2 separate regions of the Cricetulus griseus genome follow, and region 2 is linked to region 1. The links are chromatin contacts, called in public Hi-C maps. All regions are on one chromosome and are shown on one strand. Each heading gives the region's core, a stretch centred on a gene start, on an enhancer-like site or on the middle of the called end of the contact. The rest is flanking DNA. Distances are from core to core; before and after follow the strand shown.

Evidence for each region. Hi-C and Micro-C count contacts between places; a contact is called where the count stands out from the background.
Region 2: a Hi-C map of fibroblasts shows a contact between it and region 1, with 2.6 times the contacts expected there. The contact joins two enhancer-like sites. A contact is called at or near these places in 3 of 8 Hi-C or Micro-C datasets (the CHO-K1 cell line, fibroblasts and liver).

The regions. Positions count from the first base shown.
Region 1 is chr4:175,080,749-175,086,418 of CriGri-PICRH-1.0, reverse strand. It overlaps Iqch (IQ domain-containing protein H), which reads left to right. Exons shown (of 22, transcript XM_027414782.2): 5 at 3,632-3,748. Among named protein-coding and RNA genes, the nearest start is that of Iqch, 36 kb to the left of the region's middle. Within about 2 kb of position 3,263, at least 1 of the 6 cell types and tissues checked has open chromatin away from gene starts, as enhancers often do.
Region 2 is chr4:175,372,377-175,378,046 of CriGri-PICRH-1.0, reverse strand. No RefSeq gene overlaps it. Among named protein-coding and RNA genes, the nearest start is that of Smad3, 91 kb to the right of the region's middle. Within about 2 kb of position 2,231, at least 2 of the 6 cell types and tissues checked have open chromatin away from gene starts, as enhancers often do.

The sequences.
Region 1 (5,670 bases), core at 2,014-4,513:
GGCTTTAAGATTTAAATGGAGGACGTCCCTTACCAGTGGGAATACAGCATTAAGCAATATCCACTTTAGAAGACATTACTCGGGGCAGACACTGTTGAGAACAATGTTCTGCTGATAATACTGTAACTTGGCAAATAGCTTCTCTCAACTTTGTTTGTGAAGCATTTCAATTTTGATGACTCTGTGTGGGAGCTCCTGCTCGGATAGATGTGTGTTGTTTTATGGTCTTCCCATGTCTGGGGAGCTGGCATTACATGCTGCCTAGTGTTTTTAATTCACAAGTTCTTCTAGAAGCAACCTTAGCCTCTTGTATTCCAGCCCGAGTTTTAATAGCATAAGCTATTTCCTTCTTATATAGCGTTGTGGGCATAGTAATAAAATAAATACCACAAAATCACTGATGAGATGAGAATTGAGCTCCCTGCTTCTGTGCAGCCATGTAGGTAAAACAGTAATTGGCTCTGATAATAAGTTTTGTTCTTACAAACCAAAGTCTAAATGAGAGTCACATTTGATATATCTGCTTGTAATTACTATCAAAAGGAGAGAATGCAAATTTTAGATCGTTTAGTGACTCAAAATAGATTAAAGAAATTGCTGCCTTTTCTTGACCAATTGAAGAAAATTTCTGAAGTTATTTCTGATATTTCTGTTACTGACGGTACGAGAGCATCTTCCAGAGAGTGGCTTTTTTTGCTTCATGGAATGATTCGTTTCCTTTTGGTTTTTAAATCTATAATTGTTTTTCTTAGAAAAATAAGTGCTTATTATTGGATCTGATAATACAACCTAAGCTGATAAGTAGAACACACTATGGACTGTACAACAGATTTAAGCACTGAATCTATTTGATCATGACTTTCAGTGAAGCCATCTTCAACATTTTATTTATTGCTGGGCATCAAACCCAGAGCCTCTCATGTGCTAGGCAAGTAGTCTACCACTGAGCCACACCCCCCAGCCTGATATATATTTTTACTTAGTTTTCAATTTCACTCACTCATTCACTTATGCATGTGTGCTTGTGTAGAGGTCGGAGGATAACACCCAGAAACTGGCTTCCCACATGTGGGACCTGGAAATGGAATTCAAGTTGTAAGGCTTGGCAGCAAGTGTACTGCCATACTCACTGAGCCATCTCACTGGCAGTATTTGTTTTTATATTATTTTATTCTTCTTCTTTTTTTTTTACAAATATTATTAAGCCAAGATTCGATTCTTTATTTAAAATTAAATAAGCACATCTATCTCAGTAGTATAAAATTACATCATTATTTTAATAAGTGATAAGATTAAAACAAATTTATGATCAACAACTCTTTGATTTGTATGTAGTCTGTATGCCTAAAACAGAGATTTTTTATTTTTATTTTATTTTTAAATTTTTAATTTATTTTATTTTATTATTCTTGAGACAAGTTTTCATGTATCCAAGGCTGGCCTTGAATTTTTAATCTTCCTGCCTCCACCTCCCAAATGTTAGGATTGTAGGCATGTGTTACCATGCCCAGAATCCAATATTTTTCAAATCATGCAGGCTGTGTATTACATTTTGATAAACTTATGCTTTAGCGCCAATGTGGTGAAGATGAGACTATTAATAATTTTAGGGTCATCGTTCTAGGAGCCCACAATAAGAGTCATATTCCAACCTCCCATTTCTGTTTGCCTGGTGATTTAGTTCCAGATATATTGTGCCCCAGACATGTAAAATAGGGCAGAAAAGAACTGGGTCTTACTGCTGGAGCTCACAGCAACCCTGGGCACCTCTTCCCCAAGCCAGCCCTGGACCACTCAAAGTTGATGGAGCATAATAAAACTAAGAAAGCCTGTCTGGTCCACTGAGCCAGGGATCCCAGAATTAAAAGTTCTAACGAAGCTGAGACATGATAGATGAAGCCATTACCATCAATTGTATCCACCATCCACATTCTTAAAGCATCCTAATTACAGAAACCACAACTAGTCGATATAATACATATTAGCAATTTCCTGATCCTTGGTAGGATGGAAATTATCCTGAAAGTTTAATTAAGGAGGAAAAAAATTATGTTCAGGTATTAATTTCACTTTTACAAAAGGCACTCAGCTCTCTGCAAAAATGCCGGAGGAGTGCTGTGAGTGTGGGCTAGCCACAGAAGGAAAGCCATCTGTGACTGGGCTCCATGTTACTTCTGTTACCACGTGTACTTAAAGGAGAAAGTCACAAGACATGCCTGGTTTATGACATGTGTTTCCAGATGGGTTAAATACAGAGGGCAGTTGAGGAGTTTTTTGGAGATTTGGTTATTCGAGAGCAATTAAAAACAGAGGGACTCGTGGAGTGCATGTTAGGAATAGCCTCATCCTTACTAGATCGGTCCCTTTGTCCTTTTTGTAGCCTTCCTCTCCACACTGACTTCAGTGTTTTTATGAATGCTTAAGTTGGAAGAAATACGTGGACTCTGGAGCTTTCTGTTGTGTCACTGCAGCCACTTGCTCCCAATCATCCTCTGAACTAAAATATTTGATTGAACCCAAATCAAATTTTCTAGTTGTTCTCAGTTCCTCCAAGTTACTTTAAAAGTAAACAAAGTCCAGATACTGTGCTTTTATTTGTACAAAATGCCAAGAATAGAGTTAGTTATGAGTAGAGACAGAAAGTGTCCTAGTGGCTGCTGGGATAGGGGGAAGTAGGACTAGGGAGTGATTGCTAATAGATGTAAGGTCTCATTTGGGGGAAATAAAAATGTTCTGGAACTAGATAGCACTGAGCTGGCTTAGCTTTGTGAACAAAACCACAGGTCTGTAAAATGTATTGTGGGACAAAAGGCATACAACATCTCACAAGTGATCCAAAGTGCCAACTGTCATTTTAACCTGAAGTCATAGACTATAGGTGCTCAGGGCAGTGCCTCATGAGAGCATCACACCCAGCTACTGCCCTTGACAAGCAACTAGGTTGACTTGCAGAGAAGTGAGGTGACTTTTCTGAGTCCCACCCAGCAGTCCAGGCTAGGGTGGTCATCTAGGTCTTGTGACATCCTTTCAATGCCCTCCACCATCATCATTCTGATAGGAATCCTTTAAAATGAAGAACAGGTCATTGGAACAAGATGCTTTTTGGTTTCTTTTCCTGATGAAAGTGCTAATTACTGGTGGCAAAATCTCTGCAGAGACATAAACATTTGGTGTGGTAAAAGTTTATCATGTCCAAACCAACAGCTACCTTGTAATGTCCCTAGAGGAATATGGCCACATTAACAGACCAAGAGAGCCCTCTACCTGCCTGTCTGGAGTATAGATTTTATTCACTAAGTCTTTGACCTGGAAAGCCAGAAATAAATTGAGATGAGAGATTCTTGCTTGTCCTTTGTCCATCCTGGTTGACATGGAGCATTATTTTTTGAGTAAGTTAATGGTGTCTGAGGATATATTAGTGCACAAACAGAACACACAGAGGAAAATCTTCCTTTTCTCTGAATAAAAGGGATTGATTTGCAGCTTACATAAAAGATCCATTTTTTCCCCCAGTGAGAATTGCATTGAACTCCTTATTTTTCAAAAGTTTTATTTTCCTCCAGGGATATAAAATGTTAGTAAGCATTTTTGTTCATTTTACATTAAAAGTTTCATTGTTTCTTTGTTCCAGCCAATGACAGAGTTGAATGTAAAGATCATGCAGGATCCGGAGAACACGCACCACAGAGCTGCTATGAAAGAGAACTACGGTGTCAGTTTGCCATATATTAATCAGAGAAAAGCACATGTAAGTAATGAGCTGCTCCTGCCAACTCCTAATCCTAAAAAGGGTTCCAAGCCACTTACTAATGGTGTAAGATAGAATGCAGGTTTATAAGTTAGGACTGATTCTTTTGTCCTTGGGATTTTTTTAAAAAGCGAAGTGGCTTTCATTCTGTCTGTAATTAGTAATGATTATGAAAGATGTAGACTTATTTTAAAAGATCTCTTTGTAGCTCATTCTGATTTTTCGTTGTGATTGATAACTCTTTGAATGAACTAGTGGCATAATTTAACAGGGAGGGGGAAAAGTTGACAGCAAAAAAAAAATTAGTAGAGGAATTTAGGATAGTTTGCATAGTAGGCTTACCACTAGAAAAAAAAAAAAAAAAAAAGGGAAACCACCCCACAGCATCCTCCTTCCCAGTGGCACACCCTCGTGTAACATAGCAACGCATAAGCAAGAATTCCCAACCCAAAGCCAGTGCGGCAGCATCTCCTACTGCAGCAAAGTGCTGGAGGCAAAGCCCTCACATGCAGTCTGACAGCCTGCATCCCCATTGCTGCTAGCTTGGGGCTGAGGTGCTGGGGGGGGGGTGCGGGGGAGGACTGGCCTCTTCCTGTGCTGTGGATTTCCTGGGAATGGTGCTCTGTTCTAACTAGTAAACTATTTGACATAATCTCTAATACTAAAAGCTATTCCTAAGGTGAAATCTATGTAGTTTGAAAATACATTTATAACTGTTGGCTCCTTTCAGTGCTCTTAAATGTGTATTTTAGTGAAATTAGAAGGAAGGACAAGATTAATTTTAGGATTAAATTTGTCAAACTGTTTCTAACTTGCTTATTTATCCCAGACTAACTCATCCAAGTTTCCTCTGTTTTTCAACTACCTAGGTCATCCTCAGCACTCAGTCACTCCCGGCCTCTGAATTTGCTTTATATTATCCTTACAGGTTTGGATTAAGAGCACTTTATCCTAGAAATACTTTCTAGTCTAAGAAATAAGCACAAAGTTAGATATTTTTATTCCTGTTGGAACTTTATTTAAAACGTCAGTGTGAATAATGTGAAGAGGTTTTTGTCTGCTTCCCAGGAGCCCCAAAGCCCTTGAAGTAAAAATATTACTTCTCTGGCTGTACAGACAGCAGCAGATTTCTCTTTTGTTGTTGTTGGTTTTCCTCCTCGGCCTAGAATTAATATTGGCTTAGCTGGTGGAGTGCTGCGGCTTTGCAGCCTGGGGCAACTGCTGCATGGCACACAAACTTTCTGATGAGGACAGAAGTTTCTAGAAGTCTACTGAGAGACATGGGGGATTGTGCTTTGTTTTGTGACTCCAAGATTCAGACTTAAATAAGGTATTTAAGGAATAAGAGTTACATCCTAACTTTAGGATGTACTCTTAGCTGTTTGTTATATTTTTAATAATTTAATAGAATGAGTGGGTATTGTTCCTGTGACATTGGAGCAATGACTGTTTGAGAAAGCATGTTACACACTGCCCTGTGTAACATGTTAATAACATATATTCATTTATGATATTAAAGATCCTTTTCATGAAACTGACCCCATGAAAATCAGTATCAAGCCATTTTAAAATGGGACATTTATTATATAGATTTTGATCAAACTATTGGCATTTCTGTCCAAATAGTTGACCCTATCATTTTATGTTGGTCTAGATATCAGGTGCTATAGAGAGACAGTTTTGTTTAGATTTATGAAATGGAGGCATTGCTCAGAAAGCTCTTTGAGGGAAATACTCAGTTATCTGGTTTTAAACAGCAATGTAGTACATCTAGAGGTAAAATACAGCTGGAATTCACCTCTTGTTATTTTTTTTAAATGTTTTTAAAAGCACCTAGCCAAACTGTGGCCATCATTTAACTAGAGGAGCAGCAGCAAGGCAGTTTTTTCGGAGCACCTCTTCACACTGAGGGTGGGGAGGCT
Region 2 (5,670 bases), core at 982-3,481, 290 kb before region 1:
TTTTATAATTGACAATGGTGAGCGAAGGTCACTCCAATAACTACACAGCATGAAGTAGCAGAATTGTGTTTAGGGCTACAGAGAAGTTGTTGGGAAATCCTCTGACTCTCATGTCAGAATTCACTCGGTGACTGTGTGTGGGGTGTGTGTGTGTGTGTAACTCAAGTCAGTGATGCATACTTTATTATTGTTGTTGTTGTGTGTGTGTGTGATATGTGGATGGGCACACAGCTCTGGGTGCACCTGTGGAGATCAGAGGACAACTTTGTGGAGTTGGTTTTCTCCTTCCTCCTTTATGTGGGTTTCAGGGCTCAAATTCAGGCCAGCAGGTTTGCACAAATACTTTACCCGAAGAGCCATCTCTTGGACCCTCAAGTCAACAATTCTAACAGCAGTTTTTAGAATCAAACACCCTAACACAATGTAATCTAGACATATTCTAATGTAGTACTTATGTGCTAAGGAATGATGGTAGGAAAACATTTAAATCTTTGTTTGCCACAGTTAAAACATTATATTCTGGGGGCTGGAGAGCTGCTTCAGTGGTTAAGAGCACTTGGTGCTCTTGCAAAGGACCCAGGTTCAGTTCCCAGCACCCACATCAGGCAGCTTACAACCATCTGTAACTCCAGTTCCAGGGGATCTAATGCTATCTCTGGCCTCTGTGGGTTTCTGTACACATGTGGTGCACATAAACTCAAGCAGGCAAATATAATACACAGAAAAATAATACCCAAAGCTTTATAAACATTTAAAGATACATTTCTATAAGAACAAAGATTTTTGCACATACAGTAAAAACCCCACAGTTCAAAACATTGAAGAGCCTTACATCTGCCCCCAGGTGTTTCTGGGACTGTTTTTTGGTATCATGTGGTTGACATGACAGCACACATGTTAGGGAGGACACACAGTGTGTGACCAGAACTAAGGGTTCAGAGGAGTCATAGCATGTAACATAGGTGAGTCCTCCTAGAGATACCTCATGTTCATTCATCACACTTGGTTTTTTGTGGGTTTCTTTGTTTGTTTGTTTTGTTTGTTTGTTTTTTGAGACAGGGTTTCTCTGTGTAACAGCCCTGGCTGTCCTGGAATTCACTTTGTAGACCAGGCTGGCCTTGAATTCACAGAGATCAACCTGCCTCTGCCTCCCAAGTGCTAGGATTAAAGGCATGTGCCAACACTGCCCGGCTCATACGGGTTTTTAATTCATTTGTGGGCATGGTGTATTTGGAAACATCTTACCATTGTCCAAGTTTTCACCACCTTACATGCAGTCATGTGACACTCGATTTGAGAAGCTGAGCTCCGTGCAGCCCAGTGCTGTCTCAGTTGCCAGTCATCAACTATTCTCACTGGTCCTAGGGCCACATTTTCAGAGAGTCCAGCTTGAGTGGCGGTGGGTGGCTTCCTTCTGTTATGACACTGACATGTGACTTCATGTCTCAGAGGAGCCAGTGTCTCCTTTGTTTGGGTGATCCAGAAGGGTGGTGTGCCAGTGTTCTGCAGGTCAGTCCTGTTCCCAGCTACCAGTGTCAAGCAGGGTTGGAGGGCCTAGGTCTGTTTCCTCACAGGAGCCTGCCTTTGTCCCAGCTCCCTGCTTTGGCCTCTGTGCCTGCTGGAAACTCCCCAGTGCTGTTCACAGCCTCACCTTCAGAGCTCATGACCCTGCCTCTGCCCAGGCTATCCTAGCACAAGGTGTGGGCACAGGCATGTGTACTGGAGTTCCTGCTAAATCAGGACACCACTTGAGAGCAAGGCCTGGGGGACATTACTATATCTGAGCCTTAGCTCCCCCTCTAGATAGGAGAGCCTACACCATAGGGTCTTCAAGGTGGAGGTGGAAGAGAATTTGTGGGAATTTGAACACTATGAGGGCGGGGACTCTGCCCTGGCCAGGCCTTAGTAATTCTTTTTTTATTTTTACTAATTTATTTTTGGGTTTTTGAGACAGAGTCTCCCCTTGTAGTTCAGGCTTCAAACTCGCCTCAGCCTCCAGAAGGCTGGGGTCACAGGTGTCACTACCATACCTGGTAGAAGATTTTAGACTCTTTCAGTTGTTCATAGAGCAGACCTTAGTCACATCAGCTTAAGGGCAGGGGACGAGCTTTCTGGGAACACTGCAAACGTGTGCACACAACCCATGACAAATACGAAAGTTGTATTTCAGTGAGGGCCACAGAGAGACAACTGCTCAAAATGTGGTAAGTGCTGTGTTAGTCATTACAGAAAGTTCCAGAAGCACTGAGTCATAGTTCTTCACTCTCAAATGTAAGCTGACCCAGAAACCCCTCCTCCTACCCACCTCAAGGCTTTTACAAGGGCCAGTTTCCATGGCATTCTTTGTTCCACCTCTTGGTCCTACGAACATTTGACTCTGCCATCCCCTGCATCCATGCTGACCCTTCCTCTGCTGATGACAGACACAGGGCCTGGGCTTGCTCCTCTCTCTGTCCTTGCTGGGATAGGGGTGCTGCTGGGCTTCCCCACTCTGCAGGCCATGTCCAAGGCTGTCCACCAAGACCCTAGCCTCGCCTCTGCCCCATCAAGGTCCTGCCTACCCAGGGGACAGACACAGAGTGGAACCCCAGAAATCCTGACCCTCCCATTCCCCCACAGCAGTGTAATGAGACATCTTCCAGGACCCTCAAGCTTCCATCCCTCCCGCTCTCCTCTTCACTGGGAAAATAATCCACCCAACAAACCAAACCCGGGGCCCAGACTCATGTATGAGGGCTGCTGTGCCTAGCCACTGCTACACCTCATTCTGGAACTCAGCAAGGACAGGGTGATGCTTTCTCTTTCCTTATCACAAAACCAATACCCAGGCCAGGGATGCGGCTCAGGTGATAGAACGTTTGCTCAGCGTGCACAAAGCCCAAAGTTCCATCCCTATCAGCATCTGAATCAGTGTGGTGATGCATGCCCTCAATTCTAGTACTCAGAACGTGGACGCAGGAGGATCAAGAAGTTCAGGGTCATCCTTGACTACATAGTGAATTTTGAGGCCAGCCAGGGATACATGAGACCCTGTGTCCACAAAATAAAACAAAGACAAAACAACAGCAACAAAAAACCCTTGACATTAAATATCTTGATAGTTCACCTGTGCCCTCCTCAGGGTCCCGAGGCCCACATCTGCCTCACTTCCTAAATTTTGGAACATCTCTGCTGGCCAGCCACCCTACCTCTGGCTGCTCACTGAGAACACAGTTCCCATCCTACTCCTCACGTCAGACTTCTCTTTCTGATGTGTTCTTTGTGACTTGATGGAGGTAACACTCAAATGAACTGCTACTCACTTCACTGACAAGGGCTCAGAATTGTTGAGAACCTTCCTTCCAAGGCCCTGTAGGAAGTGAGTGCAAGTGACCATGTGACTTAACGTCCCCGGAAAGGTCTGCTCTTGGCCAGTGACCAAATGGTTCAGCACCCAAATTCAGACACTTGTGAGTGAGAAGAAGGCTCATTCTAGTGGCTGGGCAGCAGGTGTGAACCAGGCTTCCCCTGGCAGTCGGGGCCTTGTGGCTGCAGACCGTGTTCTGCTCTCTCTCTCTCTCTTTCTCTCTCTCTCTCTCTCTTTCTCTCTCTCATTAGTTCCTATAGAAGGGAGGGCATTTTTCACGGTTTCCAGTGTAGTACACATGGAGGTTTAGAGTTGAGGGATGTTGTACTCATGTCCAGGCAGAGGGCCAGGAGCAGTCTTGTTGTCCAGCCTGCCCTGTCCTCTCTAGTTCAGGCACCTCTCACTAGTTTGTAGGTTACTACAGATAGTGGGCCTGTCCTCTGGGTGTCCTCAGCACTTCTGCAGCTTTGAAGAAGATGCAAGTATTATGATCCAGGTGGGAAGAAAGCCAATATGGAGGCAGGGGGATGATTGAGGTGACCTCTGAGGATTCTTCATTGCATGGTCCAGGAGAAATCACCCAAGTCCTAGATCCACCTGGTGTCAAGTGCTGCACTGTGCCATGATCACCACAAGAGGGCGCGCACACACCGACAAAGACAAATGTTTCATTTTTGGTGAGCTAGCGCCAGCATCTCACCTGTAGGTTGACTGTTTACTTTTTTTTTTTTTTTTTTTTTTTTGATTCTGAAATAATGTCACTTACGTAGAAAAGTTGTGAATGTTGTAGTTATGACCCTTAACCATTCCACAGAAGCTGCTGGAATGCTGCCCAAGTCCACCAGTCTTCAGGTGTGTTTCCTGCACACAGGGACATCTAAGTCATGACAGCTGTCACCATCATCAGTGCCACCTGGGCTGACACCCCACCCTCGGTGGCCAGGTTCACTCAATGGCCTCTTCTAGCAGTGGTGTCACCTAGCTATCCATTCCATCAAGTCTTCTGTAGCCAGACCAGCACCACTGTTGGAGGTGACATTGAGTCAGGGTCATTAGAGGTTTCTCCTGGCTAGATATAGCCTCCTTGCTGGAAGAGCCCCACCCCCAGGTGCCTAGATGGGGGATGCTACCAGATGATCTGTCCCTGTGATGCTTATGTGGTCATTTGAATGTAATGGTGTTTGCTGGGTTTTCCCGCCACTCTCTGGAACCGATATCTTTGTAAGTGACTGGCACCATCCGTGCCCAGTGACATTCAGTCTGCACTTTTTCTTTCTTTCTCCTCCTCCTCCTCTTCTTGTTCCTCCTTCTCTTTCTTCTTTACTTCTTCCTCCTCTTCCTCTTCCTCCTCTTCCTCTTCCTCCTCTTCTTATTCTTTGAGACAGAGTTTCCCTATGTGGCCCTGGCTGTCTTAAAACTACCTCTATAGGTCAGGCTGGCCTCAAACTCACAGAGATCCACCTGTCTCTGCCTTCTGAGTGCTGGGATTAAAGGTGTGAGCCACTGACGCCCGGCTCCATCTGTGAGATTTTTTAATGAATGGTTAATGGCAGGTGTCACACAGGTCCTCCTTGACTGGACCTTTGAAGAAAAGACAATCTGCTTGTCCTAATTTCCTTTCCCATTGCTATGATCAAACAATACCCTGATGAAAAGATCCCAGGGGAGAAAAGGCTTATTTGGCTCCTGATTCTGGGTTCCACCCATTAATGTGGGGAAACTGAGGTGGGAAGAACTTGAAGCAGCTTGTCACATCACATCCACTCCAGAGAGTCTCAGCTTCCTTTCTCCACTCTCATATAATCCAAGATCAAAGCCGAGGGAATGGCGCTGCCCACAGTGGGCTGGATCTTTCCATCTTGATTAGCAAAAGCAAGGCAGTCCCCTCAGACCCGCCCATAAGCCAGTTGACCTAGACAGCCCCTCACTGAGACTCTCTCTCCAGATGATTGCACACTGCGTCCGGTTGACAGTTAAAACTGTCAATCACATTGTCCATTGTGGGTGTACTGGGTTTCTTCCAGATGTCCAGCCAGAGTCTCATAGCCCAGTTAGGGATTGTGGGTGTCAGTTAAGGTGGTGTGTCCCAGGGTTGGGATGCATGGGATGACATGCAATTGATGTTCCTGTTGGAGCCTCAGGGTTCCCCAAAGAAACAGTGAACACACACACACACGCAATACCTGCATTGACTGGGAGGACACAAGAAATGACAGTATGAAGTGATAGTGTGTGAAGGTATGATATGGGGTGTTTAACCCTGCTGTGAGAAAAGCCGAAAGCCAATCCAGTTGTCAGTAAACTTTCCCCTCAGTTCAAAGTGT